Linked DNA regions of Sus scrofa: regions 1, 2 and 4 are each linked to region 3. A link is a contact called in public HiChIP or PLAC-seq data. All regions are on one chromosome and are shown on one strand. Each heading gives the region's core, a stretch centred on a gene start, on an enhancer-like site or on the middle of the called end of the contact. The rest is flanking DNA. Distances are from core to core; before and after follow the strand shown. Region 1 overlaps RAD51B (DNA repair protein RAD51 homolog 2). Region 2 has its middle 120 kb from the start of ZFP36L1. Region 3 overlaps RAD51B (DNA repair protein RAD51 homolog 2). Region 4 overlaps RAD51B (DNA repair protein RAD51 homolog 2).

Region 1 (7,007 bases), core at 1,871-4,370, 290 kb after region 3:
TTCTTTTGTTATAAACATTCAGAAAACTAAGAATAGAAGGGGACTTCCTTAACTTGATAAAGAATGTATAACAAATACCCCTACAACATCACACTCAATGGTATTCTCATTAAAATCAGGGAAAAAAATTGATTCCCAATATCACCCCTATTATTCAAAGTCATCCTGGAAGTCCTACCAGTGAAATATTTCAGAGAAAAGAAAGAGAAAAGATATTACAATTGGAAAGAAAGAGACAAAGTAACTTTCCTTTAAAGAGGGTCAGATTATTTTCACAGAAAATCCATAGTATAGGAACATTATTTTGAATAATAAGAGAGTTCAGCAAGTTTGCTGAATACAACGTCAGCACTGAAACTGCCAGAGACGAGGTGGGAGAGAGGCATAAATAGGCAGAGAACAGAGGATTTTTAGGGCAGTGAAACTATTCTTTATGATACTATAATAATGGATACACGTCATTATACATTTGTTTAAACCCAAACCACTATGCATTTGTACAGCACCAAAGCAAACCCTACTGCAGACAGTGGACTTTGAGCGATAATGTGTCAGTGTGGGTTCATCACTTGTAACCAAAGTGCTACTCTGGTGGGGGAGGTTGACGATGTGGGAGGCTGTGCATATGTAGGAAGCAGGGGAATGTCCCTGCACCTTCTGATCAATTTTGCTGTGAACCCAAAACATCTCTGAAAATAGACTAGGAGTTCCCTGGTGGCCTAGTGGTTAAGGACTTGACATTGTCACTGCTGTGGCTTGGGTGACACAGGTTTGATCCCTGGCCAGGAACTTCTGCATGCCATGGGCTTGGCTAAAATAAATAAAATAAGCATTTTTTATAAAAGTCTGAAAAGTCAACAACATTTCATACACACAAGGTAAAACTAATTAGAAGGGAGTGAGAGAATAGGATGATAGGTAGAGTAGAAGGCTGTATCAGAAGGGAAGATTTTTAAAGATGAGACATACCTGGACACTGCGTTGCTGATGCTAATAGGATGACTCAGTGGTGTGGAAGAAGCTGATGACGCAGATCAGAGAGGTGGGTGACCTTGGAAACCAAGTCCTTGAGACATCAAGAGAAGATGGGCTCCAAAACACAAGTGGGGGAGGGGGACTTTGATAGGAAAAGGGACACTTCCATTGTAATGGGAGGGAAGCATACTACACCGTACTTCTGCAGATGTCACTAGGGGGAGATGAAAGAGTATCTGTCTATTTCTATTTCTCAGTGAGACAAGAGTTGAGATCATCGGCTGAAAGAAGGTGATCATTGAAGGCTTGAGAGGGAGAAGAAATATGAAGAGTGATCTCAGAAAAATGAGAATGAACTTACTAGGGACACAATGTAGGATTTCTGGACAATATAAAGTACTCATTTGAGAGCTGCAGTAGTTGTAGATTTCAAACGCGATCAGTCAGCCCAGTGTATTATTTTCTTCAGTTGTTGGGTTTAATTCACTGTGGTTGCGCTAGACAAGTTTGGCAAGAAGAGAGAGGGGCAGACAAGTAGAGGACGTGTGTTGGGCAGAGTTTAGGATAATGGACCATAAAATTGATGATGGGTAAAGAGAAAAGCAAGGGTATGAGAGAAGGTGATAAATAGAACAAAACAAAGGGAAACAAAACAAAACTAAAAACAAAACAGAACAAAAACAAAAACAACAACAACAACAAAAAAAAAAAAACGAGCAAGTGATCTTATTTGATGGAGGAGAAATACTAGAAAAAGTTAACTGGAAAGAAAAAACTGGTGGTTGGATCCCATGACAAATAAAATCTAGACTTGAAAGGTTGTGATGACAAGGTCGAGGCTATGGTCATTTTAAAGTGGCTCAGGAAGGTGGAGGAACAGATCACTGAAAGTGAGAAAGCCAAGGAACTCAGAGACCAAGATTATTGCAGTCGTGAAGAACGATGACAGATACAGGAGTGAAAGGGAAAAGGGAGAGTTAGGAGCTCCAGAGTTCGCTAAAGGAGGGATGGGGAGGTTGTGGATGGGAGAAGAGTCCTATAGTCTGAGGATTCACTGTGGCTTTTACAGGATGAGGAGGAGAAAGGGAGCGGAGGTGGCAGTGAATCAAGGAAACTAGCTTCTCTAGCTTCAGGCTCTGGCATATGTGGCCAGTGAGAGAGAAAGCCTAACCCACTTTTGAGTGCCATCAGAAAAACCACATCCTCAGGGCCAAATAGGTTTCAGTGAAAGGCACCAAGATGAACAGAATGTTTAAAGGAGAAATAAGGACTTAAAGGAGTTCCAGAAAGTTTGGTGGGGTAGGTGGATATTGAGCCAGATAATCATTGGGTCAGATATTAATAATAGCACCAACATTATTTGATTGTCTCTGCCCTCGCTCCCACCCACACTAGCCTGTAAGCTTCACGAGGGCAGGCATCATTATCTATATTGTCCACTGACGTATCCCAAGGACCAGAACATCATAGCCACTCAATACATATTTGTGGAATGAATAACGGTCGCTAATATTTGTGGAGCACTAATGTGCCAGGGTGTGCTAAGTGCTTTATATGTATTATTAATATCACCCCCTTAAATAGAGCAGGACACTGGGGCACAGAGGTGTTCAACAACTTGCCTCACTAAGGACATAGGGCTGGCAAGGGGCAAAGCAGACGTTGGAACACACTCCAGCTGTAGTTTGGCCCTAGAGCCCCTGTATTGTCAACCTCTAAACTACCCCCACCTACCTGTGCTTGGCGGACATAGAGAACATTATCAAGATAAGAGCCCAGGTGATGATAAGTGACGTAAGAGCCACGAGGTTAAACGTTAAGCAATAAATCTTGCTACCGATTTCAAAAGCTAGTCTAGGGATTTGCTGCCCCTGATGTCATATCGTCTTATTCACCTCTCATGATGACCCAAGCCCTTTTTGCTGTCAGTTCCTAGTTCTTTTCATTTCCTTCCTCCATATCTTCACACACACCCCCCACCTTCCCCCGCTTATCTCCCTCCTTTGTTATTTTTAGTTCCACCTGGCAAACCCTGGGCCTTTTCCACTCGCTTTATTCAAGGGCCGGCAGTTGCATTGGAACCTAGTTTCTAAGCATGTGATATTGACACATTGATCTTACAGCAGGCTCACCAGGCTGACTCACTGTCATACTGACTCCAGCTACATACTCATTCTGGGAGTGCCCTTTGAAGTGCTGAGAGTCATCTGGCCATTTTATGCCTTGCTCATATTATGAAATGAAAAACGAAACGAACATTCCAGCAGTTTAGAAACCGACTACATGTGACAGGACAGAAGAAACCTGGGCTAGTGCCGGTGTTTGTGTGCTAAGGCTCTGCATCATATCCTTTAGCGAGATACACACTCTCTGAGGTTAAGGTATATGGAAGGTCTCCATAAATACTGGGTAAACTGGACGGGAGGTCAGGGCTTATGGTGCTTTGGTATCATTGTGTCCATGAAGCTTCTTTGGTTGTAAGCAACAGAAACACCTCTGGCTAACATAAGCCAAAGGGAGTTGAAAAGAAGGGTGTAGGGGGCCCATGGGCTTAAGGGAAGACTGGAAAACCAGTCAGAAATGGACAAGAAGCAATCCAGCTCCAGAATCTAGGAAATTTGAGAACCACAGCAGAGGTCACAAAAGTCTGGTCAGGATGTTCCATTGGGATGGGATGACATCCCTCATGTTTCCATTCTCTTGGTCCCTCTGCTCAAAACTCGTAGTCCCCTGAGGAGACATCTGATGGCCCTAACTTGGGTCACACTCGCTGATAACCAGCTCTATCCACAGACCATCCCGTGGGGAAGAGATCATCCCCCCAAAAGGAACATAGGGTGTGGTTGGCAGGGGAGATGGATCCTAGACGTTGCAAGGCAACCAACGCCTCCAGGGATGCTTCAGAAGAGGTAAAACCTTATCTCCTCGCAGGCTCTGCTTTCAGAGTCAGTCCTGGCTTGGTCTAAAGAGAAAGATATCTTTCAGTATTGGGCCAGGCATGCTTTGGCATGATTATCAATAGCAAACAATACTTTGGAAGGCACTCTGAAATTTACCAGCACATCAGTATGTCCTAGTATACCAAGTCCCCTTTGTACAATTTTGTCTCCCTCTGTGGTTTATTTTTCCTCACGTCTTTAAAAGTCCTGACTTGTCATGGATTTAGCATCTTAGGGAAATGTTTACTATGTCCTTCCTCTTTTAAAGCATCTTTTCCCTTTGCCCCTTTCTCATTGGCTTTCTTTCATTAACAACCAAGGTCCAGCGTTTCTAGAATAACTAGTATCAGAACATGTATCCCTCAAAAGAGAGCCTGCTTTAATGTTGATTAAAAGGGGCTGCTCTGGGAGTTCCCGTCATGGCTCAGTGGTTAACGAATCCGACTAGGAACCATGGGGTTGCGGGTTCGATCCCTGGCCTTGCTCAGTGGGTTAAGGATCTGGCGTGGCCGTGAGCTGTGGTCACAGACGTGGCTTGGATCCCGAGTTGCTGTGGCTGTGGTGTAGGCCGGTGGCTACAGCTCCGATTAGACCCCTAACCTGGGAACCTCCATACACCATGGGTATAGCCCTAGAAAAGGCAAAAAGGCCAAAAAAAAGGGGGGGGAGGCTGCTCTATTTTAGGGAAAGAGCCATGAATCACTGAAATCCACAGTGATTTTGGTTTGGTTTGGTTTGGTTTATTTCTACAATGGCCTTTAAGATCACTGTGATAAGAGACCCATCCTGAGGAACTGTTGGAAAGAGGGAGGACCCTCTATCCTGTCATTTCAATTCTTACTGATTTATCCCATGTCTTAGGATAAAATAGGTTTTTTAATTAATTAATTAGTTTATTTATTTATTCTTTTTACAACTGCACCTGTAGCATATGGAAGTTCCCCGGCTAGGGGTCAAATTGGAACTGCAGCTGCTGGCTACACCACAGCCACAGCAACACTGGATCTGAGCCGAATCTGTGACCTGTGCCACAGCTTGCGGCAACACCAGATCCTTAACCCACTGAGCGAGGCCAGGGATCAAACCCACATCCTCTCAGAGACAACATTGGATCCTTAACCCACTGAGCCACAACAGAAACTCCATAATGACATATTTTGAGTGAGACCTTCCTGCATTGTTCCCTTTGATGAAATGTGTGTCTGTGGCAGTTATTATTTTCTTAAACATCCTTTTTTATTTCTCCATTCAGTTGTTATTTTTTAGGTATTTTCAATTCACAATCTCGTTTTATTCCTCAACTGAGTTGCTCAGGGGGGTATTTTGTCCCCGTTTGATTCATGCAGAAACTGTTTCATGAAAAGATAATGATCTACCCAAAGTCACGTAGCTAGTTAGTCATAAAACCAGGCAAAGAATCAAGATATCTTCACTGCCGGCATTTGGTTATTTAAGTCAGGGATCTCAAACTGATGCCTATTCTGCAATTGTTTTTTTCTTTTTAGGGCTATACCTGCGGCATATGGAAGTTCCCAGGCTAAGGGTTCCCAGCTGCTGGCCTACGCCACAGCCACAGCAGTGTGGGATCTGAGTCATGTCTGTGACCTACACCACAGCTCATGGCAACGCCGGATCCTTAACCCACTGAGCGAGGCCAGGGATCGAACTCGCATCCTCATGGATACTAGTTGGTTTCATAACCCCTGAGCCACGAGTGGGAACTGCTCAGTTCTGCATTTAGATCTTGGTAAGGGGAGCCCTTTCCTTGGATCCCACACTTTAAAGGGCATCACTCTGGCCCTTGTCTAACCCTGTGAACCACAGAGAAGTGACCACCCCAAGCCCACGCTCCTCCTGCTAGACCACACTCTGGATCTCCAAGCCCATTTGGACCTGTCCCCCCAAGAGCAGACTACATCCTTGGTGTGTGCACCACTAAGCCAGAGGGACAGCCCAGGGGTGACCGTTTGAGATGCATGGGCTTGGACGTGTGGGCAGAAATGTCCATGCAGGTGTACGAAGCCCCTGGCAAGGCAGGGAAGAGCCAGGGGTAGGAAGAGAAGGGCCAGGTGCCGCTGTCCCATTTCTATACGGATCTCCACAGTGTCCCCGAATTCTGCATTCACACCTGGCTTCCGAGTAATTAGGAAGGCATGTTTTTTCATTGTAGGCAGACAGAACGAATTTTGTTTAGCAGTGAGTTTGATTTATACCTTTTCAATATTGAGACACGTGATACCGCAGGCCTCCATCTGTACTCTAGCCCCAGGCCCTGCAAGTGCTAGGGGCAGGCTTGCAGTGTGCCCAAATATTTTGTTTGGCTAGCATGCTTTAAAACAAACAAACAAACAAAAATCTTGAATTAGTTTCTAACATTAACAATTGAGAGATTTCACATAAGAATAGAGATTTCTAGTTTTTCTTCTTTTTTGTCTTTTTGTCTTTTCTAGGCTGCACCCGTGGCATATGGAGGTTCAATCAGAGCTGTAGCTGCCAGCCTATGCCAGAGCCACAGCAACTTGGGATCCGAGCTGAGTTGCCGAGTCTTCGACCTATACCACAGCTCACGGCAGTGCTGGATCCTCAACTCACTGAGCAAGGCCAGGAATCGAACCCTCAACCTCATGATTCCTAGTCAGATTCGTTAACCACTGAGCCATGACGTCATGCCGTTCGGACCCACCATGGGGGAAAGTAGCCCAGGCTGCGTCTCCACTGCCTGCTCTGATCAGGGCAGGTGTTTTCTCCTGGGCCTCAGCTCCCACCTGTCCCCCTTCACTCATTCTCATGACCTCTCTAACCCCTGGGCACATTTGAGATTGTCATCCCTGATTCAGGCCCTTCATTAAACATGTCCTTTCTCTATAAGGCCTCCATACTAATACATTTTATACATTTGGGGCCTCTTCTCTTCAACATCCCTCAAAGAAAATTGTTGTTTTGATTTGGGGCTTTGTTTTTGCTTTTTTCACTAGCTAAGTGTAATTCCCTTCGTTTCAACATGGATAGATCCTATCGTTTTGGCATCCTGTTCCCTAACTTCTGAATCTTGGGGAACCATTAAAACAACAGCTAGGAATTGCAAGAGAGCCG
Region 2 (7,026 bases), core at 2,533-5,032, 430 kb after region 3:
CATCTGTCAAATGGGTCTGATGCTGGTAGCTAACTTACCTATCTACTTCACTGTTCCGTGCCAGTGGTCACATGAGTTCATGCAGAAGAAAGGCCTTTTGAACTTGAAGGCACTGTGAATAATATGGTCTGAACCCTCATCTTGAATTTAGAAGTGATTATGGCTTTTCTACTCCCTAACCTTGGGGAGGTGCAGGGGCACAATTTCCACTGAGCCTCTCTAGTATATTTCCCACATGCCTGTTCTGATTGGCTGGTCTCCGCTGCTGGCTCTAAACCACCTCATCTGTATTTTCCTCTTCCCAGCAGTTAACATCACCACTTCCACCCTGTCCCCCAGACATGCCCCTCACTGCTGAGTTGTAAGTTTTCTACAAGGATCTCGCTTCTGGGACCCCAAAGCTGCGATCCATACGCACCTCTGTCTAGTAGTGGGATGGTCAGTGTTTAACAATCGCCTTCCCCCAGGTAGAACGGACATGAATGGTGGTTGTTGCTAATTGCATTTACAATAAGAAGTCAAGAGTAAAAACCAACAAAGATGGATTTCAGAACTTCGCCCATTTGTCAATGTCAGAAGTGACCTCTTTGCTGAATTAGATAATCGTTTTGGAATGCTGGAGGAATAGGACCTCGATTTGCTGTGTCATTCACAATGTCATTGCTACAGATACGGAACACGTTCAGGTTTCATCTGCCTTATTAGCATTTTTCTATCACTTTCTTATGTCTAGACAATCACCAAAGCCATAAATCAAGGCCCAATTTGTAGAGCGTGCCAGTTTCCATGGGGCAAGTCATCTCACCATGGCTGATTCCCAGCTACCTAATGTGATGCTGCTGAATGTGAAGCTGGGGAGAGAAGCACAGAAACACAGCCACTGTGTAGTACTCCCACCGTATTGATGTAATAGCAAATAACTCAAAAGAACAGATAATAGAAAGAGTAGTAAAGGATATGATCATTAGGATAGGATCTGTTTTTAGTATTGATTACCTGTGCTTTTAGTATCATTTCATTCAGAGTTTAAATAATTCAATTTGCCATAATGGCTGTATTGAACAAGCAGCTTGCAAAATTCCTAAAAATGTACCATCAGGAGTTCCCGTCGTGGCGCAGTGGTTAACGAATCCGACTAGGAACCATGAGGTTGCGGGTTCGATCCCTGGCCTTGCTTAGTGGGTTAAGGATCCGGTGTTGCCATGAGCTGTGGTGTAAGCCACAGAGGCGGCTCGGATTTCAAGTTGCTGTGGCTCTGGCGTAGGCCAGCGGCTCCAGCTCCGATTGGACCTCTCGCCTGGGAACCTCCATATGCTACAGGCGCGGCCCTAGAAAAGACACAAAAAAGACAAAAAAAAAAAAAATGTACCATCAGCCAAGGCAAGCCAGCTCTAGCACACCACTGTCCATTTCCTCGTCCTAATTAGCACCTACGGGCCTCACGCCGTCTGATGGCCACACCCTCTGTTAAACGGTCCACAGGAATCAAGAGAATATTCGTCGATGCTCAGCTTCTCCAAATAAGCAATGTCGACGGCTTCAGTCCAGCCGAGTGACTTAATGATCTGTTTCCTTCAATAAACTGTGATTTCTGAACTTAATTCAGATACCTGAGCATCGCTGTAAGCTGAGAGTGAGGCCCAAAGGCCTTCATGATGTAATATACTAGGTTTAAACTTGGCGAGCGGATGACATTGTGAGAAATGGATTTTCTTAGGCCGATGTTAGGAGTCTGGGGTGTTTTTTTAAGAGTTAAGCCAAGGCAAAAAATAACCCTTGCAACACATCACTTCACAGCTGGTCAGCCTGGGAGAAGCTATTCTGGGACCTCCAAGTTATGGTGCCTCCTTAAACTCCAGGCAAAGTGGAATCAGGATGTGGGGTTTCTATTCTTGTCTGTGTCGAGGACTTGCTATGAAATCTCTGGCCAGCGAGTTCCCTGGCTGGTGCCTCAGTTTACCCTCTAGTGAAATCAGGTCAACTGCCTGAGCCAAGGACATGAGACTTGAGCTTGGGGGGCGAGATGGGGGGTGAAAAAGATAAGTTGCTAGGGCTTACTGGAGGATCTGGAGGATCCATTTGAGGGGTTCTTAATCAGTGGGGAGTCTGCAAGGGGCTAAGTTTTAGATGAAAACTTCTAAGAGATGACAAGTGAGCAAGGTCTAACAGCGAGGAACAGGAAGAACAGAGAAGATAAAGGAAGAGACGAGCCTCCAAACAACATTCAGGGAAAAGGCTGTGCCAGGGGCTACAGGGACCTGTGTCTGGGTTCACTCTTCATGGGCAGAGTCCGGGCAAAGGATGAGTCAGGTACAAAAAACAAAGCGGGCAAGATGGGGTGAGTGGTGCCTGCTGATTAGGTTTGATGAGCTCATGTCTTAAGTAGAAAAGGAACGTGATCAGTTCTGCTTCTGAGCCCCGCGTGGAAGATAGCTAAGGAGTGGGCCAACCTGAAGATGGCACCATCCTGGAACACAGCCCTGAAATACTCTGTCCTGGGCCACTGTGTCAAGAACCACTCTCCCCTTCATCACATGGCACCAGAGTTCCCAGGGAACAAGGCTCTCTCCTCTGTTGAGAGCTTGAGCCGGCCCCAGAGGAAGAAGCATTAGGACTAAGCCCTGCATCTTTCTGTCCAGTTTCCCCCGTGCCTTGAACTTCTACCACCTCCCTTCCCTTGCCAGCAACCTGGAGGAGAGGAAACTCTACCCTGATTTTTTTGTTGTTGGTTTTTTTCTTTGGTTTTTTAGGGCCACACCCTCAGCATATGGAAATTCCCAGGCTAGGGATCAAATGGAAGTTGCAGCTGCCAACCTACACCACAGCCACAGCCACATGGGATCTGAGTTTTGTCTGCGACCTACACCACAGCTCACGGCAACGCCAGATCCTTAACCCACTGAGCGAGGCCAGGGATCGAACCTGCATCCTCATGGCTACTAGTCAGATTTGTTTCTGCTGAGGCCAGGGATCGAACCTGCATCCTCATGGCTACTAGTCAGATTTGTTTCTGCTGCGCCATGACGGAAACTCCCTATCCTAATTTTAACGTAGGAGCCACTGAGACTTGCATATATTAAGTGACTTCCTCCAGATCACACAAGACTCCACCCATCGCTCGGCCACCAACTTTGCATCTCATCTGCACCCACCTGTCTCCATCAATCCTAACGAGTCAGTCAGCTTTTCCCATCCCTAGGCCAGACACCTCCTCAAATAACAAACTGATTGATCTCTAGAAAAACCAAAGGCCAGTTCCAGTGGTCAAACACTGCAAGCTAGAGAGTTTCTCCCAAAAGTTCTATGGGAAGCCCAAGAATTCTGAATTCCAAAGCCAGCCAAATTTGGATTTCCTCTGTAAAGAGACCATCCGTCCCTGCAAAGAACATACCCTACCCCGTGTAGTTAGTTCCATGTTTCCTAATAACTTTTGCTTACACCACAAAATTGTCATAGATTATGGAAACACAAAAGCCTTGGAAAAGAAGAAAAAAAAAAAAAAATGTCCCGAGGCCCCTGGAAGTCATTATTCCTTCCTTTAGCAATTGCTGAGTTAAGCAGCAAAAATATGGTTTTCATCGTGCACCCCTCCCCCACCCCCCACTCTCTCTCTCTCTCTCTCTCTCTCTCTCTCTCTCACACACACACACACACACACACACACACTCAGACACACTCACATAGATGATCTGCTGGACATATGTTCACAAGAAAGCGGGCCTGTGGGGTGGGAGAAGATTCACATGTTGTGAGTCAAGAGCTTGAACATTTGAAAAGAAAAAGTGGGAGAGGGCGGGGAGTTTGCAGCCCTGGAAATGGAATATCCAGAGGATTTATTGCCTTTGAGTATCTCACGAGGCATTTTTTTTTATAAAAATCTGTAACTTATGGCTTTTTTTTTTTTTTTTTTTTTTTTTTTTTTTGTATAGGGCAGTAAACAAGAGCTCTGAAAGGGGAAGGAAGCCAGGAGAAAGCCAGCTCCATTAGTCACGCAGCTGCATATCCTGTCACAAAGGACCCCAGTTGAGTAATCGCCCAAAATATGCCTGTTATTTTTTTTTTCTGTCAGAAAAAAAATGGGGCCTGCCAAAATGTACTGTAAAAAGGAAAAAAATCTAGTCTCTCAGCCCCAGAGGGGGAAAGGAAAAGAAAGAAGAAACAGACGTGACTTCTCAGCACTTCTAACCCTTTCCCCAACTTATCTTTAAAAGAAAAAGCCCTCAGACTCTTCACAGCGATGGAGCTGGCTGGAAAAAAGCTGGCTCTTTGAGATGCTCCAGGTCTCAGAGGCCGTGCAGTTCCATGGTGCTGAGAGCTTAGAAAGAAGAGGGCCGTCGGAGAAAGAAGGAGAAGGACAGCCCCCAGCAGAGAGGAAAGAAGACAGGCCAATTGAACGAGGCCTTTGCTGGACCCAGTGAGCGAGCTCTGTCCCACAGGGAAGCTGGGCAGCCCCCTCCAGTTTCATGAGCATCGCATGGGCCCAGCCTGTGGCCGAGCACGCTTTTTCTGATGGCCTCAGCGAAACCACCATTGTCTCCAGCCTCCAACGTGCCCTAGGCTGTTTGGGCCACAGAATGGACAAGAAGAATTTGTGTGGCTGGACATCTGACTCTGGGGAAGTCTGAAGAAGAGGATCTGGAAAGGACCAGAGCTGCCTCCAGTCTCAGGAATTTCCCCGAATTGGCTTTGCAAAACCCCTCCATGCCAGGCTCCTGGTGGGGAAACTGAGGCACAGCCAACGAAGCTGTTCTGAAGCCTGGTGCAGTGGCTGCCTCTCTGCCGCACCCTCATTCCCTTGGCTCTCAGGATCAGGATGCGCAGAGCGGTCAGTCCAAACAGAGAGACTCTTGGAAAGTCGCAGCTTTCCACCTGCTCACATTCTGGTCTAGTCAGAACTGTCCACGGGGAAAGGGGTTGTCTGAACCCAGGTGATAAAAAAAAAAAAAAAAAGCAGGAGGTCTTCTCCTTAAGAAAGAGAATAGAGGCCAAAAGGGAGGAATGGGGAGTTCCCGTCGTGGCGCAGTGGTTAACGAATCCGACTAGGAACCATGAGGTTGCGGGTTCGATCCCTGCCCTTGCTCAGTGGGGTAACGATCCGGCGTTGCTGTGAGCTGTGGTGTAGGTTACAGACGCGGCTCGGATCCCGCGTTGCTGTGGCTCTGGCGTAGGCCGGTGGCTACAGCTCCGATTCAACCCCTAGCCTGGGAACCTCCATATGCCGCGGGAGCAGCCCAAGAAATAGCAACAACAACAACAGCAGCAAAAAAAAAAAAAAAAGACAAAAGACAAAAAATTAAAAAAAAAAAAAAAAAAAAAAAAAAGGGAGGAATGGGCAGAGGCACTGCTTTTGCTCTGGGCTGTCTGGAGCCTGTCTTCAGAGAAGCCAGCCTCAGCACCACAGGGCAGGGCTGGGAGAAGATCCTTTCTGGGAGCTTCTGTAGCTGCCTGAGTCCTAATCTGGCTGCTTGACTTTGGGGTCAGGGGAACTCCAACTTCACGGCCAAGTCCATCCCCATGCCACTTGCTGCAGGGAGGCCCAATTTTACCCAAAGCAAGGCCTTCCCAGCTCTTCCAGGCCTTTGAGCCCTGCCCATCCTGTCCAAGGCACAATCTCGAAGCCAGTCCTGAGCTTCATGTCCCAGCTCTGGCCTCCTGCTTCCCCGGGGACAGCTAATTGACACCTAAAGCCATCCAAAGGATGCAGTGACTTCCTGCAAAGACCTGGCTGTGAGGTGAAAGAGCAGCGTCTCCTCCCAGCTTTGCTGCTGATTTACTGTGGGATTTCGGGCAACGCAAATGAACTCTCTGTGACCAACTCTTAGTCTGAGCCTCTACATGCTGCAACGGGCAGGGTACTGGGAATTCAGTGATGGAGAACACAGATCTGGCCCCTTTCCTCATGTGAAATCTGGGCACCCTTTCCCGCCCCTGCTGCAACACAGGATCTCTTGCGTTTCCTGAAACCACTTCCTTCGGTGGCTGAGTCTAGGGGTTAAGGGATGGGATAGGAACAAATATAACAACAAAAAAGAAATGCATTGCACATTTTTTTGCCTTTAACTATTTTATTTTTATGTTTGGGGGCCTCACCTGCAGCATATGAAAGTTCCCAGGTTAGAGGTCAAATTGGAGCTCCAGCTGAGGCCTACGCCACAGCTCATAGCAATGCCAGATCCTTATGCATTTCAATTTTTTGAAGAAAAAAAAAAAACAAAAAACAGCACCACCTCGCACCAGTTAGAATGGCCATCATTAATAAGTCCACAAATAACAAATGCTGGGGAGGGTGTGGAGAAAAGGGAACCCTCTTTCACTGTTGGAAGGAATGTAAATTGGTACAACCACTATGGAAAACAGTATGGAGGTACCTCAGAAAACTAAATATAGAACTACCATATGACTCAGCAATCCCACTCCTGGGCATATATCCAGACAAAACTTTCCTTGAAAAAGACACATGCAACCATGTATGTTTATTGCAGCACTATTCACAATAGCCAAGACATGGAAACAACCTAAATGTCCATCGACAGATGAATGGGTTAAGAAGCTGTGGTATATATACACAATGGAATACTATTCGGCCATAAAGAAGAACAAAATAATGCCATTTGCAGCAACCTGGATGGAACTAGAGACTCTCATACTAAGTGAAGTAAGTCATAAAGAGAAAGACAAATAGTATATGATATCACTTATATCTGGAATCCAATATATGGCACAAAGGAATCTTTCCACAGAAAAGAAACTCATGGACTTGGAGAACAGACTTGTGGTTGCTAAGCGGGAGAGAGAGGGAGTGGGATGGACTGGGAATCTGGGGTTCATAGATCCAAACTATTGCCTTTGGAATGGATAAGCAGTGAGATCCTGCTGTATAGCACTGGGAACTATATCTAGTCATTTGTGATGGAGCCTGATGGAGGATAATGTGAGAAAAAAGAATGTATGTATGTACGTGTGACTGGGTCACTTTGCTGTACAGTGGAAAATTGACAGAACACTGTAAACCAGCTATGATGGAAA
Region 3 (7,082 bases), core at 2,167-4,666:
ATCCTGCGTGGCTGTGGCTGACAGCTACAGCTCCAATTAGACCCCTAGCCTGGGAGTCTGCATATGCCGCGGGAACGGCCCTAGAAATGGCAAAAAAAAAAAAAAAAAAAAAAGGCAGTCTTCAGGGTGTTGGGGTAACTAGGCCCCAGTCTCCAGTCCTTGACTCAGCTCCATTCTTACAAGGTCTTTGGCATATGCTGGACAGTGCTTCCTCTTCAGCTGGTCAGTCACTCTGTCTCCAGGAAGGTAACCAACAGGGCAGGTATCCCAGGTCCAGTGTGGGGCTTGCTAGACCTTTTTGGTTAGACAAGTCTTCAGCTGGGAGCCAGGATCAGAACCGTGTTGTACCTCTGTATCTTTGTATCCCCCACAGCTTTCTGGATTGCCTCATCTCTAAATTAATGACTTAACGTTTGATAGAATGATTGTTCGTGATCAGCTTCTGGTGCCATCATGGGCCAGGCTATAGCTTCATCTCTTATTAAAATTTCAGCTTTTTGACGAGGCTGAGGAAACTCAACTCACCTCTAGCCAGTCTCTGCATTCTGCCCCTGCTCTTCAGAACAAGTTCGCTTCTTTCAGCTGGGTAGACACAGAGAGCAGGCCTGTAGCCAGTTGAGAGGCTACAAAAAGCATCAAATTGTAGGGCAGTCTTATGCAGATGACTTTTTGATTCAATATAATGTGGGTTGTATTAGTTGAGAGTTTTTGATGTTAACAGAAGCTAACTCTCGCTACCTTAAAGGAAAAAAAAAAAAAACAAAAACCCCCAAGTTTTGAAGGGATATGGAATGGGTCATAGAATTGAAGGAAAAGTAGAGTGAATATATTTTCAGAGCAGGACAACTCTAGGAATCCAGGAAACAGGAACGAATAGATACCTCACAGTACTACTTCTGGAATGAATCCATTCCAGGAATTTTTTTACATCTTTATTGTTCAGCTAATTATTCGGAGTCCCAGGAGAGAATCTGATTGGCTGGCTTGGGTTATAAGCCTGTGCTTGCCTACAGGAATCACCTGCACCTGGAATGAGAGTCCCACCAGCACTGCCTACAACAAAGGTCACAAGAGTTCCCAAACCATGGTATTTCTACCAAAAGAAAGGGAGATTCAAAGGCAGCAGATGTCCACTACAGATCTGTGCAGGGGAGGAAAAGATTCAGGCTTACAGCCCAAGAAATGAACAGCCATGCAGGGGTTTCTGCGTCTTAGGATGTGCCCTGCAGATGCTTGTCCCAGCTCAGGAGTGCTCAGCTGTAATTGTCACGTCCTTTTGTCTCCAGCGTACTTTTAGAATTTAAACCAGTCATTAGCAAGGGGCATCACTGGTCATTGTAGTTGCCTGGAGCAACATGAATTTTAAAAAATTCTTTGTGATAAAAATCACCATCATCACTGTCGTCATCCCTTCTGGAAGGCCAAAATTAAGGCCAGTTATTAGAAGTAAACTGTCACAAGAACCTCCCGGTTAAGCGATTGTCTCACTTTTGAGTTGTGTCAATCCACAGGATTTGAGTCTTTGCGGGCTTTGATGAGAGTAACTCACTTCAAAAGGATCAGCAAGACAGAGATTTCTATTTCCATAGGCTGAGGGATTTCTAACAAGAAGCCATATTGTGGATAGTAGATTATAATAACAAAGGGGATTTTAAAATGCGGATGACACATTGACTTGGAATGTTTTCTCATCTGTATTTACTTACTCCTAAGTATGTTCCTTCGTGCGCTTTTTCTCAAGTGGATGGCCAGCTGTGGGCCACCTTTTTCTGCTCTCATGGCTCTATGCCCGCTTTCTTTCTTTCCTGAACCACTCTGCCTTCCTTCATCTAGTCTTGTGTTTTCTCTCTAAATCTTCTTTTCTCTTAACTCTATTTCATCTCTCCTTTCTTTTCCCTATTTGGTCTTACAGTTCATAGCTTTTTTTTTTTTTTTTTAAATGAAGTATAGTTGATTTACAGTGTTGTGTTCATTTCTGCTGTACAGCAGAGCTATTCAGTTACACACACACACACACACACACACACATTCTTTTAAAAATTCTTTTCCATTTCATAACTTCTATTCCTTTTCCTGAAATTCCTTTCTTTTCGCCTCCTCTAAATCAATGTTCTAGTGCCCTACTCCCAAGCTTCTTATCACTTCACGGTTAATCCCTAATGTGTTTACTGATCTGTGGGCCAAAAGGCAAAATCCCCAGGGCTCTCTCTCCATGCCAGCACGGTGAAAAGCAGCAGCTAGCATTGCTCAACAAATGCCTTGTGAACCATGACTCAAGGGATGAGAACTCTTTTGTCAGTGAAAGTTTACATGTATATGTCTGCATGTATAGCTAAGATGTATGACCGCATTCAGGCAGTTAGTTTGCTGAATGGGCAGACACTTGGAGTTTTCATTTTTCTGATAGGGAAGAGAATTAAACACCTTCGCCTAAATTTCTTTCTTAAGTTAATGGACGAGGTCCTGAGAAGTTACGTAAGGAAACCAGATGATATTAAAGAGAGAAACGGGGACAGGAGACCAGCAAGCAGTCAGGCATTAGTACATCCTGATCCTGCTGACACATTTTCGACAGCAGACACAAAGAACCTATTATGGGTGCGGTGATAGAACAGAAAGCAGAAGCAGGAAAGAGATGGCAATAAATGGGAATAAAATCCAAGCGATTGCTGTGTTTGACTGAAAGAAAGAAGAAAGAGGGAAGGGCGTACCAAACGTGGAAGGGCAAGAGAATGGAAGTAGAGACATACCAGTGGAGACAGATCAGAGATTCGAGACGCTTTTCTTGCCTCAATAAAACATTACACATTAAACAGCAAACAGGGAACATGTATTTATCCTACTCAGCCTCAGTGTCTGCAGGACTTTAAGGAATAAAAGCCCGACACTGTTAGAGTAGCATCTTTAAAAAAATGTCACTTCAGGAATCCAGTCCCCTATAAAAGATTTGGGAGAATGTGAGTCGCCCAAGTGAGAAGCAGTGGCAAGTGATACACATCTTAAGGAAAAGTGATTTCAAGTGGTATTGAGGGCTTCCCAGCTGTCAAAAAAAGAAGAGCAATAGGGTCCCATCCACCTTGCGTGCCGGGAAAGAGCAGACCCACCTAATGTTTGTCTAGTCCTGGGCCAGATGCTTTACATACCCTTCTAATTATAAGCCTCTCTGTACATAAAAGTGAAGCCAAGGGGCTGAGAATGCTACCCATTGGGAAGAAAAAGCAGAGGGAATTTGCGGAGCCAGTTCCTAAGGCTCAGGGGGAAATAACTTTGGTTTTGTCAAGTCAGAGCGAGCAGCCAAAGGCAGCAGCCATAGGAGCCTGTCTGAGGTAAATCACCCGGCGAGGTCTGTTCTGTCTTTATTGCAAGGTCAGGGACCATAGCCAGGCGGCCACATGGCTTCAACCGTGGAAATCCCCTAACTTTCCAACGGCTGCAGCCCCACAGCTCCGAGGTTTTACTCACAGAATGGCTCTCTTCCAGCTTTCAAATCTTTCCAAGTTGATTAATCATGTTCTTCTTCTGACTCATTCAGGCCTCTAGAAAATAGCTCTAGGTCCTGGAGGAGCCGTGCAGATCAAAGAGGTCAGATAAATTGGCCTGATGTTGGCCTATAGGAAAACCTAGAAGATACTGCCAAGAGCATTTAAGTATCTGTCCTCAGATGCCAGCATGCGGGCTATGGCCCTAGGCCATCAGCTCATTCATGTATTTGAAATAGGGTGGGGGGGGTGGGGGGTTCACTTGTGTTAGGAAATGGGGCTGTGAGTGGGAATTTTGATTTTTTTAATGTAAGGTTAAGTATTGTAGGCCTCTTAGTAGACAGCTTATTTTTCTATTTATTTAGATGGACTAAAGGTCAGAATAGAACCCTCTGGTGACAACGGCACCCACTCATACAGGGCTGTTATTTGTCAGGCACCATACTGGTTGTTGCCCTAAGAGACCACATTCACAGACTGAGAGGTCAGTTCTGGTTGTCTAAGCCAAGACCACTTACATTGATGACATTATTTTGTCTGGCTGATATTCCTTCTCATGAAGTTTATTTTAGAAGAAATGTTTAGTTTTAGATTCATGACGCACTTAGCTATCCTGGAAAGTCCACTTCTCTTGCTTTGGGGATGCGTTTAGTCATTCAGCTCACGGACACTTACTGCTAATTACCAGGACCTGAGTGTTCCCGTCTTTGGGAAGAAGACATCACCTCTGACGGCAGTTCAGCGTTGTGTTAGTGCTTTGTGATTGGCATGAGCGAAATACTTGGGAAAGCATGGGAGCGACAGCAAATGTTTCTGCAAAGGAAACACTGGAGTGGAAACTTCAAGAATAGGTAGAACTTTCTCAGATGGACAGAAGTGGGAGGAGCATCACCAATGGAGGGAATGGCTTGTGGGAAAGGGAACAACAGCATGCTTAGGTAGAAGACGTTTTAAAAATGGAGTTGTGGCAAAAGATGAGCTCAAGTGTGTTAAGTTGGGCTAAGAGTCTGGTGGACCTTGTGGAGCATACTAAGGCCTTCCCCTGTAAGCACGTCTGAAGTTGTAAGAAAGAATAACCTCATTTGATTGTGTTTTCAGGAAGCGAATTCTGAGGGTCGTGTGGGGTGGGAGAAAAGGGTCACAAAAAGGGACCAGCTGGAAAGTGGGAGTAGGAGGAGCAAAGGTGAGGGGCAGACTTGAGAGGCACCTTGGAAGTCAAATGGGCGGACAGTGACTGCTTGGATACAGATGTGGGTGTTTAGACGATGCCCCAGATTAGGGACTCAGAAAAAGCATGACGCTGTCGATGAGAAATTAGGAGGAAGACCAGCCTCGGGGAGTGACGAGGTTCCTTTGTGACATGCTGAGTTCAAATTAAGGTGCCAGTGAGAGGTGAGTACTTGGAGATGATTAGAAATGAAGCTGAAGAGGAAGGGGGCCAAGGACAGTAGAGAGTGTATTCTGTGTAGATTGTAGGTCAGGAATCTGTTCGTGCTATGTAGATTTTTAGGAATCTCTCCCTGGGTGTTTGGCAACCATATTGGTTGTTTCTGTGGCAGAACACACTTTGGATTATGTTATTTTCCTACACGTGACTAACTTCTTTTTTTTTTTTTTTTAAATGAGGTTGGAAGCCTCAGCCAAACACTAGCAGGACACTGACCCCTTTTAGGCCATTATCTGCATGTGCTTCTTTGGGAAGGAGTTGGGGAGTCGTTCTTGGAGGCACAGAAACACATGTTCCCACTCAGCTTTCCCTGGCTGACCTGAATTCCAAGTGACTGCTGGCCCTAGAGAGACTTGCAGACATCTACACAAAAGGAGTGTCATTTGTATGCAGCCCTGAGCTAATTGTATCAATCTGTCCCTTAAGTCTCTGAGAAGGCACACATGTTGCTTCTCCAGTTTGCACCCATTTTCAAGGACACCTGTATGACCCTTCATCACATCAGCTGACCCCTCCCCCTTTTACTCACCTGCTATTTCAATTATGTGAGCAGAGGTGCATCTGCCTCAACACTCCCTGTCCTGGGATATTGCTTCAGAAGAAGATTATTGGGGAAAACATTTCTGCTTTTGAGGCAACTCGGGGATTTAAATCTCTTCCAGCCTACAGAACACCTGGATTCAAGTATCTATTCCCTTCTGACTCTGGAAAAATGAACTGCGTCTTGAATTGAAGCTCATAAGCACATTGAAAAACCGAGCGCCTGTTTCCTCCTGCTGTTCACTGAAGCAATGAAAAAAAAATAAACCAATTCAAGTAGTCCAGAGCCAGTTTTAAGTATCACAAGATAAGAGCAGTGTACCCGGACTTAGGAGCCTGGTTTTAGTGCCATGTGCATAACTGGCTCATGCAGGCTCCTGAAGCCAACTGCCTCGCAAATGCCAGACTTCCTGTTTGTGATGATAATTATATATATATATATATATATATATATATATATATATATATATATATATGAAAAACCAGCCAGCACTTATACTCTTGTTTCACACTGCCCCTAACTTCCAGCACCTCACACCCATGAGATCTGTGCTAAATATTTGTTAACTGGTTGAATGATCCAAGTTGTGGAGGTTACTTAATATATAAAGACTTCTGAGCTCCTCAAATGCAGTCAGGCTTGCTGACAACAAAGGAGGATGCACCCGATGATCGAAGGTCACGAGAAGGCACTCATGGGCTCTGCCGGCCCGCAGACATATTTTACTTAACGCTTCCAATAATGTCATTGAGAAAATATGAATTCAGCGTCAATATGAACAAATGGAGAGATAGCATCATTAAAGAAAAAAAAAAATCCAGCTTCTGACTTCTCTTGAAAATTGGAACATCTGGCAACATTGGGCTGCCTTCTTGCAGGTTGACGGTTGATTGGACACGCATGGCTGCTACTTGCATTAGAGTGGGTGTGCCTCTTCCATTTCCGAAGGTTCCCCCGCTGCTCCCTTCATTTAAGACTTGAAGCACCTCACTCAGGTGTTTCATGCCTCTGCCTCTGAAGGCTTTTCTTTGTAGACATCTACCAGCAAATTACTTAGAGAACTTACAAATTGGCATGATATTGTGAAAACATTTTTAGCATTTTTGTTGAGATATAATTCACTCACCATGAGGTTTACCCATTTAAAGTTGTATAATGAAGTATGTTTTTGTCTTAAGATTGTGCAACTATTGCCGCTATCAAATTTTAGAACTTTTGCATTCCCCAAAGAAATTCAATACCCATTGGCAGTCACTGCCTATTCCTTCCCCTGCCCCAAGCAATCACTGATCTACTGTCTGTCTCTGTGGCTTTGCATTGGTTCTACTTTTTAGCAGTCATAAATGATGGTGCTAATGAACATTTGTATACAAGTTTTTGCAAGGGCATATATGCTTTCATTTCTCTTGCGAATCTGCATAGGAGGAGCAACGTTGGGTCTTAGGTGAAGTCTATATTTTGACTTTTTGAGGAACTGCCACATTGTTTTCTAGTGTTTTCCATGTTACATTCTACCATCCATGTTTAAGGGCCTCAGTTTCTCCACCTCTTCACCAGCACTTTTTATTGTCCATCTTATAGCCATCCCAGGTGCTGTGAGGTGGTAGTTCATTGT
Region 4 (6,682 bases), core at 3,332-5,831, 270 kb after region 3:
AAACTCCAATGATATGAAGTTCTAATGCAACAAATGAGCCAGTCTCCTCAAGAAACACAGTCATTTTGACTCAAGTCATATATTCCCCTGATGCCCCCCAAACCGTCCGGCCTTGGGGTCCCCGGCCCCTGTTTCCTCGCCTGATTGTTCCTTCTCTGGGCGCAGGGTGAGGCTCTCAAGCAGCCCGTCTGCAATCTCGGCCTCCAGTCAGTCTTCCTTTTGCTACTTTGGGGCTATGTTGTTGTTGAATGTTTATTAACTGCAGGCATTTGGTGGGTGGAAGTGGATTTGCCTGGGGCTGGAAGGAAGTCATTTGCCAGCCCGGGATAAGGTGCGGTTTAAGAATTGAAGCCAGAATCCTCCTCACCTGCCTAATGCATTTCAGGGGAGGGTTGTTTTCAACTCCCAAATTACCTGCTAGGATTTCTAGACCTGAGATCCTATCTCCCCTCCGGCTGTTTTCTTTCATTTCCGATAAGCAAGACAAAGAAAGAAAAAAAAAAAAAAAAGAGTGAGAGGCTTAAGACCAACCTTCTCCTGCTCTTTTAAATAAAATTGCACACAGGGAGTGATTTCCTTGTCCGTCTCTGTAGAGCCGGCAGGAGAAGGGCCGGGACAGGCAGTCTGAAGCTCTGCTCCTGGGCGCCTGGGAGAACAAATGCAGCTGGGGGTGTTACAGAAAGCTCAGGGAATAGTGTGGACTTCGGGTGCCCACCAGAACTTTCTCATCTCCCTGCTGAAAGCTGTTCCATCTGCAACTTTCTCTTCTCAAGTGATAGCAACTCTGGCTCTCAGGCTGTTTAGGCCCCAAACCTAGACAGTCATACTTGATCCTTGGCTTTCTATCACAACCCCCCCCCCCGCCCCCGCTTCCAAGGTGGTGGGGAATCCTACTGGCTCTACTTTCAAAACCTATCCGGAGGAGTTACCATCATGGCTCAGTGGAAACGAACCCAACTAGTGTCTGGGAGGATGCGGGTTTGATCCCTGGCCTCACTCAGTGGGTTAAGGATCTGGGGTTGGCATGAACTGTGGTGTAGGTCACAGATGCAGCTCGGATCCCCCGTGGCTGTGGCCAGCAGCTGTAGCTCCAATTCAACCCCTAGCCTGGGAACTTCCATATGCCGCAGGTGCAGCCCTAAAAAGACAAAACAAACAACCTATCCAGAGTTCAACCAATTCTCACCATCCCTTCTGCCAGCATCCTGGTCCAAGGCAGCACCATCTCTTCCCTGGTCAACAGTGATAACTTCCTGTCTCCCTCATTCTACTTCCCACTAACTGGTCCCCCTGCTTCTACTTGCCCTACAGTATATTCTCAACATGCTCTGGCTCAAACCCCTAAATCACTCCCATCTCATCTAGAGTAAAAAGCCAAAGTCCTTCCAGTGGCCCTCCAGGCCCTGAAGGATCCGGCCCTTGTTAGCGGCAACTTTCCCACCCCCTCCTCTCCCCCTTGGTTATTCCTCCAGCCACACTGGCCTCCTTGCTTTCTTCAAAAACACCAGCTACGCATCCGCATTGGAGCCTTTGCTGCAGCTGTTCCCTCACCTCTTCAAGTCTTCCCTAAAATGTCACTTTCTCACCAAGGCGCCTCCTGATCGCCTAGCTCATCTCAAGCTCTCCCCGTACCCCTTGCATTCCCACTTCCTGTGACCTGACTCTGCCTTTCCCCCCTTAAGTCATCACTTTCTAACATGCCACAGTTGCCCCTCTGTGCCCACAGGAGTTGTTTCCAGGAACCCCTGTGGATCCCCAAATCCATATATCGGCAGGTGGCACTCCTGCAGAGGGTCGACTGTACCAAATTGTGTATTGGTTGTGATTATTATTTTTATCACTTCTCACTTCTGGAACTGTAATCTCCTCAAGGGCAGGGACCCTGGCCTGTTTCATTCACTGCTCTCTCCAGTGCCTCCAGGCACTTGGCTCGGAACTGCTCTTCTTCTACCATCAGTGACCCAAGTTTGCCTGCCAGTGACCCCCTCTTGAAGACCTGCACTATTCAGGGAGCCTGGTCTGAGAAGGGCGAGAGCTGATGCGAGCCCCAAGCATCACCAGGCAAAACATCCAACAGGCTAAGGCTGCAGGGAGGGTTAAACTCATAAGGGGGCACCTGCTACGTTCAATTGCAGAAGAAACAGAGCTAGAAGGAACTGCCCCTAAGCTCATGGAGGGTGAGGAAGAAGTTGCTTGAGCGATGGTATGACTATAAAGCAACGAGAAGAGGAAGGAGGAGGAGGAGAAAAAGGAGGAAGAGGAAGAGAAGGGGGAGGGGGAGGAGGAGGAAGAAGAGGGAGAGGAGGGAGGGAGAAGATGAGAAGGAGGAAGAAGAGGCAGAGCGGGAGAAGGAGGAAGGGGAGGGGGAGGAGGAGGAAAAGCAGCAGCAAAGAGGAGAAGGAGGAGCGCGGGGGAGGAGGAGATTTTCAATCTGATGAAGACCCCAAAGCCTTTGTTTATGTGGTTGTATCCGTTGGTAGATCCTGGGGTAGCCAGCCTCCAGAATAGCCCCCATGGATCCTTATCTCCCAGCATGTATGCCCATTGTGTCCTGAATCAGGGCTGGTCTACGTGCCAACAGAAAATGGCACAAGTAAGGATGTGTGAATTCAGAGGCTGGGCCATGAAAGGGACTACGGGCTTCTACTTGGTCTCTTCTATTGTTTCCTCTGGAGGAAACGAATCACCATATTCTGAGTACCCTGGGCGAGACTATGTGAAGAGGAGCGAAGGCCCTTCTCAAGAGCCAGCCACAAGTCGCAAGGCTTGTGAGTGAGCAACCTTGAAAGCAGGTCCTCCAGCCCTCGTCAAGCCTCATGGCCCAAATCTCTCAAGAGACCCTGAGCCAGAAAAGCCCAGCCAAGCCACTCCTGGATTCCTAAATCCGCAGCAACTCTGAGGGGTGACAAGGGATCGCTGTTGCTTTAACCCACAAGGCTTTGGGATATTTTGCTCTGCGGTGATAGATATTTAAATCATCTACCAGGGCAAAAATTAAAACAGAAGAGAGGTCTCTTGTGACACAGTGGGTTAAGGATCGGGCGTTGTCATTGCAAGGGCCCAGGTTGCTGCTATTCAATCCCTCGCCTGCGAACTTCCACATGTTGTAGGCACAGCCAAAAAAAAAAAAAGAAAAAAATCCCAGAAAAATATTTAATATTTCTTTCTTAATCCATTTAACATATGTTTATATGAATCAATTCACATGAATTCATAAAAACTGATAAGTTGATAGATTTGTTCAAAAATTTGAAATAACACAATCTTCCTGTAAAAATAATTGTTTCCCACAATAAAATAGGACAAAACTTAATGAGAAGAATGACAGTGTTTTACATTTTTGCAAATCTCTTTAATGTCTGACTTAATAGAAAACAGCTGGATTCTCATATCTGCTTCTGCGTTCAATCAGCTGTGATAATATTGTTTGGGTTGAAGTTTATAAAGGAAACCCAGCCTCGCATAGATATGTAGCTGGAAAAGGGAGGAATATTTTTAATAGCCTTTTCAGATAATTGTGGATAGTCTTCTTTGACACTATACCAGAGCCCGACAAATGGCAGTTTATTAAGGGTTACTTGCAGTATGGAATCTGAAACTATGTCAATGAACTCTTTGTGCTCAGTTACATTAAAATCTGTTTGGTCTGTCTTGCGCTTTGAATGGCTCTTTTGCCCGTGCATGATTTTGTAATACTCTGCATGGTCATTTGGAAAATATTGCTTCACTAAGTTAATGCAGATCTGAATTTCATCTCTTTCCTGATGAAAACTAAAAATTCACATTTGTTAATATCACCACTGATCTCATCAGAAACATCTCCAAGTACAGAAAGGGTGGCAGATACAAGTTTTCATAAACTCTCGTTTTTGCTTGAAAGCCTCTATTTTGGCAACAAGCACGGTCAATTATCTTTCTCGAAGTGACAAATTCAAATGGTTCATTTAGGGGAAAACAGCTGTCAAATAACCAAGTCCTCATAACCGTGGCGATTTTGTCCTTTCGAGTAAACATGGTGTTTCATAAAAGTGCTAGTTCAGCTCGCAACTCACTCTCACAAATGCTTTTTCTCCAAACAACTGTTGTACTTCAGGATCCACCAGAGTGCTTTCTTAATGCTTACTTTCCAATTAACCACACACATTTAGTAAAAAGATGTCGCACTTTGGGCAAGATTTCATGAAATTCATAATTTTTACTCTTTCAGCTTGGGCAGGCTTAACTGATTGCCTTTTTTTGTTGTTGTTTTTTATTCATTTGTTTTTTGGTCCCATGACCTCATGGCAGTGAAGAATATGACCAGCAGTATGGTGTCTGGCACGAGCAATTTTGCCCAAATGTCAACATGGTGAAGAAGGCAAATAACATCTTGGAGTTATGATGAAAGTAGTTTGGACCTTGCAGCTATCTTCTCAGGGTCTTGGGGTCCATAAACCTCACTTTAAATACCCATTCCTTTAGGGAAATGGGTGCTGTTGCATCGCTTCTAGCATTTGGCGTGAATGTGCTACACACTCACCCTAAGACATGCGTGTGCCAGGTCTTTGAGTCAGACTGTCATGGCTGCCGGCTATTGCATCAGCTAGAAACAGTGGCTTATTAGACACTGGCTTATTCTCGTGGATGGATCAGATATAGGATGAGTTCTTTATAGAAGGAAGTTAGGGTCTTTTATGCTTCTCTTTGCCCCACTTGTGAAAGAATGTGAATGTGGGAGGAAGCCAGGCTCTGAGAAATTACTTGGACAATTAGGGTTGAACAATTCAGGAGGAATGAGGAAGCTAACTCTTGTGCCTTTTGCTTTGTACTGCTTTTCTTCGCTCCTTTTCGTCCAATGAGCAGTGAAAGCTCAGTGGACCTCGGAAGGCATCCTTTTCAGAGCAGAGGGGTCCTTCGAGCTCCAAGCTTGAAGTGGGTAGGGTCTCACCCACACCAGTGGTACCGCCATCAGGATGAGAGACTCAGCAGGCTGCATTTGTCCCAATGGTCACAGCATCCACAAGGATTTTATCCCTGTGGGAGAGCCGGCAGCCTTGCCTCTCCTGAGGCCCCTCAGCATTCCTGCAGTGGACTCTGAGCAAGACAGGAGGGACGGGGTTATTTTTCAGCCTATTTCAGTTTAGCTTTTTTCTGCCGACATACTGAAGGGGTTTGACCTGACACCTGACTGGGCTTGCTTGGTTCTTTGGTGAGTGATTGGCTCTTTGGTTCCGTCTGTGATCACGGCCCCAGTCTATGGGCGAGAAACAACAAGCAGTTGTGTGCAGAGCCCTGGGAACTGGAGACCTCACCACATCTGTTCGCCTAGTCGGGGGTGGGAGGAAATCACCAAAACCTTCCAACGTGGGGCCGGAGCCTGGAGACAAAGGGGACGCCTGAAGCCGCTGGCGACCCTGGGTCATATGACCACCCCATGGTTCTCTTCCAAGCCCCTTTCATCCCCTCAGGTCCCCAACACTCAGCCTTTTCATCATCCTGCAGGTCAGCAGGATCGAGTTCATGCACGTCGACAAGAAAGCTTATCAAACGGAGGCAGAGGCAGGTGTTTGCAAACCGCCTCCCTGCTGAAAGCTGGGTTGAACAAGGTTGACAGTGTGGCAGAGGCCAACGTCCCACACGAACAGTATTTTCTTTCCTGGAGCTCTCGCCCTATCCTCTCTTCTGCTTTGGAACCCCTAGAGGTCTCTGGGAACCAGCCTCTGAAACAAACTATTCAAAGCACTGAGGATTTAGGGGGAAACAAACAAACAACTCAACTAAGGGATGTGACATTGCCGGCTGAACAGTGGCCTTTCTATGCCAGAGCCCGGGACCCACCATGCAGAGGCATCCAGAGGCTCCCATCCAGTGGCCTGCTAAGCCAGTTCCTGTGCCGTGGTAAGGACTGATTGCAGACACCTTTTCCCATCTTCAAGATCAAGATGTCGTGTTGGTAGCTTGACCCGACCATGATGGGGCTATTTACATCACAGAAATCAGCATGCTACCAACCAGGCTTTCTCCCCTCTAAAACTAGTTGTTAAACATTTACCAGCATGCCAGTGTCTTCACTGGAGACACCCTTGTTCCAAGTATGATTTTCAGACCAGTTATATCTGAACTTCCTAGGGGAGGGGGGGGGGGAAAGAGGGGGTGGTAAAGGTGGTGTTATTTCAAATGCAGATTTCCACGCCAGCCTGAACTAACTGAGTCAGAGTCTCTGGGATGGGGGGGAAAAATGCATTTTTAGCAGGGTTACAAATAAATTTGCTCAAGTTTGAGACTTGAGGCCTAGGGAGTGGGAGAGAAGAAGGGGCTGTACATCTGGCTTTTGGCATCTGGAAGGAACAGCTGGCCTCCGTCCCAGTTGGCCTGAGCATGGACAGCTGTTTTCCCTTGAGATATAAACTTCATGACAGGAAAAGGAGGTGGGAACGCTGGGGTCCCATCCACCCACTGACAACATGATTGGTTCTTCCTTGGCTCTCAGGATGTTCTCCACTTTCTAACCCCGAGACTTTGACTCCAGACAACGTGAGCAAAAGCCCAGACACATGCATTAACATGAAGAAAGCCACCGCCATTCATACCATCAATAGGGACTTAGGAGCCAGGCAGGGCCCACGATCAGTTTCTATATTAGATTGCCCAGGACAGCATTTATCTTTCAGATTTGTACAGGCATTAGCAGGAGCTTTCACAA

Evidence for each region. HiChIP or PLAC-seq counts read pairs in DNA pulled down with a chosen protein or histone mark.
Region 1: a contact with region 3 is called in an H3K27ac HiChIP or PLAC-seq map of alveolar macrophages. The contact joins two enhancer-like sites. A contact is called at or near these places in 3 of 47 Hi-C or Micro-C datasets (fibroblasts, liver and skeletal muscle) and 2 of 2 datasets of contacts at active chromatin or transcription factors (alveolar macrophages and skeletal muscle).
Region 2: a contact with region 3 is called in an H3K27ac HiChIP or PLAC-seq map of alveolar macrophages. The contact joins two enhancer-like sites. A contact is called at or near these places in 2 of 47 Hi-C or Micro-C datasets (liver and skeletal muscle) and 2 of 2 datasets of contacts at active chromatin or transcription factors (alveolar macrophages and skeletal muscle).
Region 4: an H3K27ac HiChIP or PLAC-seq map of alveolar macrophages shows a contact between it and region 3. The contact joins two enhancer-like sites. A contact is called at or near these places in 2 of 47 Hi-C or Micro-C datasets (fibroblasts and mesenchymal stem cells) and 1 of 2 datasets of contacts at active chromatin or transcription factors (alveolar macrophages).

What each region holds. Positions count from the first base shown.
Region 1 is chr7:92,229,556-92,236,562 of Sscrofa11.1, forward strand. All of the region lies in intron 11 of RAD51B (DNA repair protein RAD51 homolog 2), which reads left to right. Among named protein-coding and RNA genes, the nearest start is that of ZFP36L1, 260 kb to the right of the region's middle. Within about 2 kb of position 3,121, at least 25 of the 83 cell types and tissues checked have an H3K27ac peak or open chromatin away from gene starts, as enhancers often do. A contact at or near this core is called in alveolar macrophages, liver and skeletal muscle, where this site is marked.
Region 2 is chr7:92,375,094-92,382,119 of Sscrofa11.1, forward strand. No RefSeq gene overlaps it. Among named protein-coding and RNA genes, the nearest start is that of ZFP36L1, 120 kb to the right of the region's middle. Within about 2 kb of position 3,783, at least 44 of the 83 cell types and tissues checked have an H3K27ac peak or open chromatin away from gene starts, as enhancers often do. A contact at or near this core is called in alveolar macrophages, liver and skeletal muscle, where this site is marked.
Region 3 is chr7:91,943,080-91,950,161 of Sscrofa11.1, forward strand. The region is part of intron 8 of RAD51B (DNA repair protein RAD51 homolog 2); the gene reads left to right. Among named protein-coding and RNA genes, the nearest start is that of RAD51B, 350 kb to the left of the region's middle. Within about 2 kb of position 3,417, at least 42 of the 83 cell types and tissues checked have an H3K27ac peak or open chromatin away from gene starts, as enhancers often do. A contact at or near this core is called in alveolar macrophages, liver and skeletal muscle, where this site is marked.
Region 4 is chr7:92,210,965-92,217,646 of Sscrofa11.1, forward strand. All of the region lies in intron 11 of RAD51B (DNA repair protein RAD51 homolog 2), which reads left to right. Among named protein-coding and RNA genes, the nearest start is that of ZFP36L1, 280 kb to the right of the region's middle. Within about 2 kb of position 4,582, at least 13 of the 83 cell types and tissues checked have an H3K27ac peak or open chromatin away from gene starts, as enhancers often do. A contact at or near this core is called in alveolar macrophages, where this site is marked.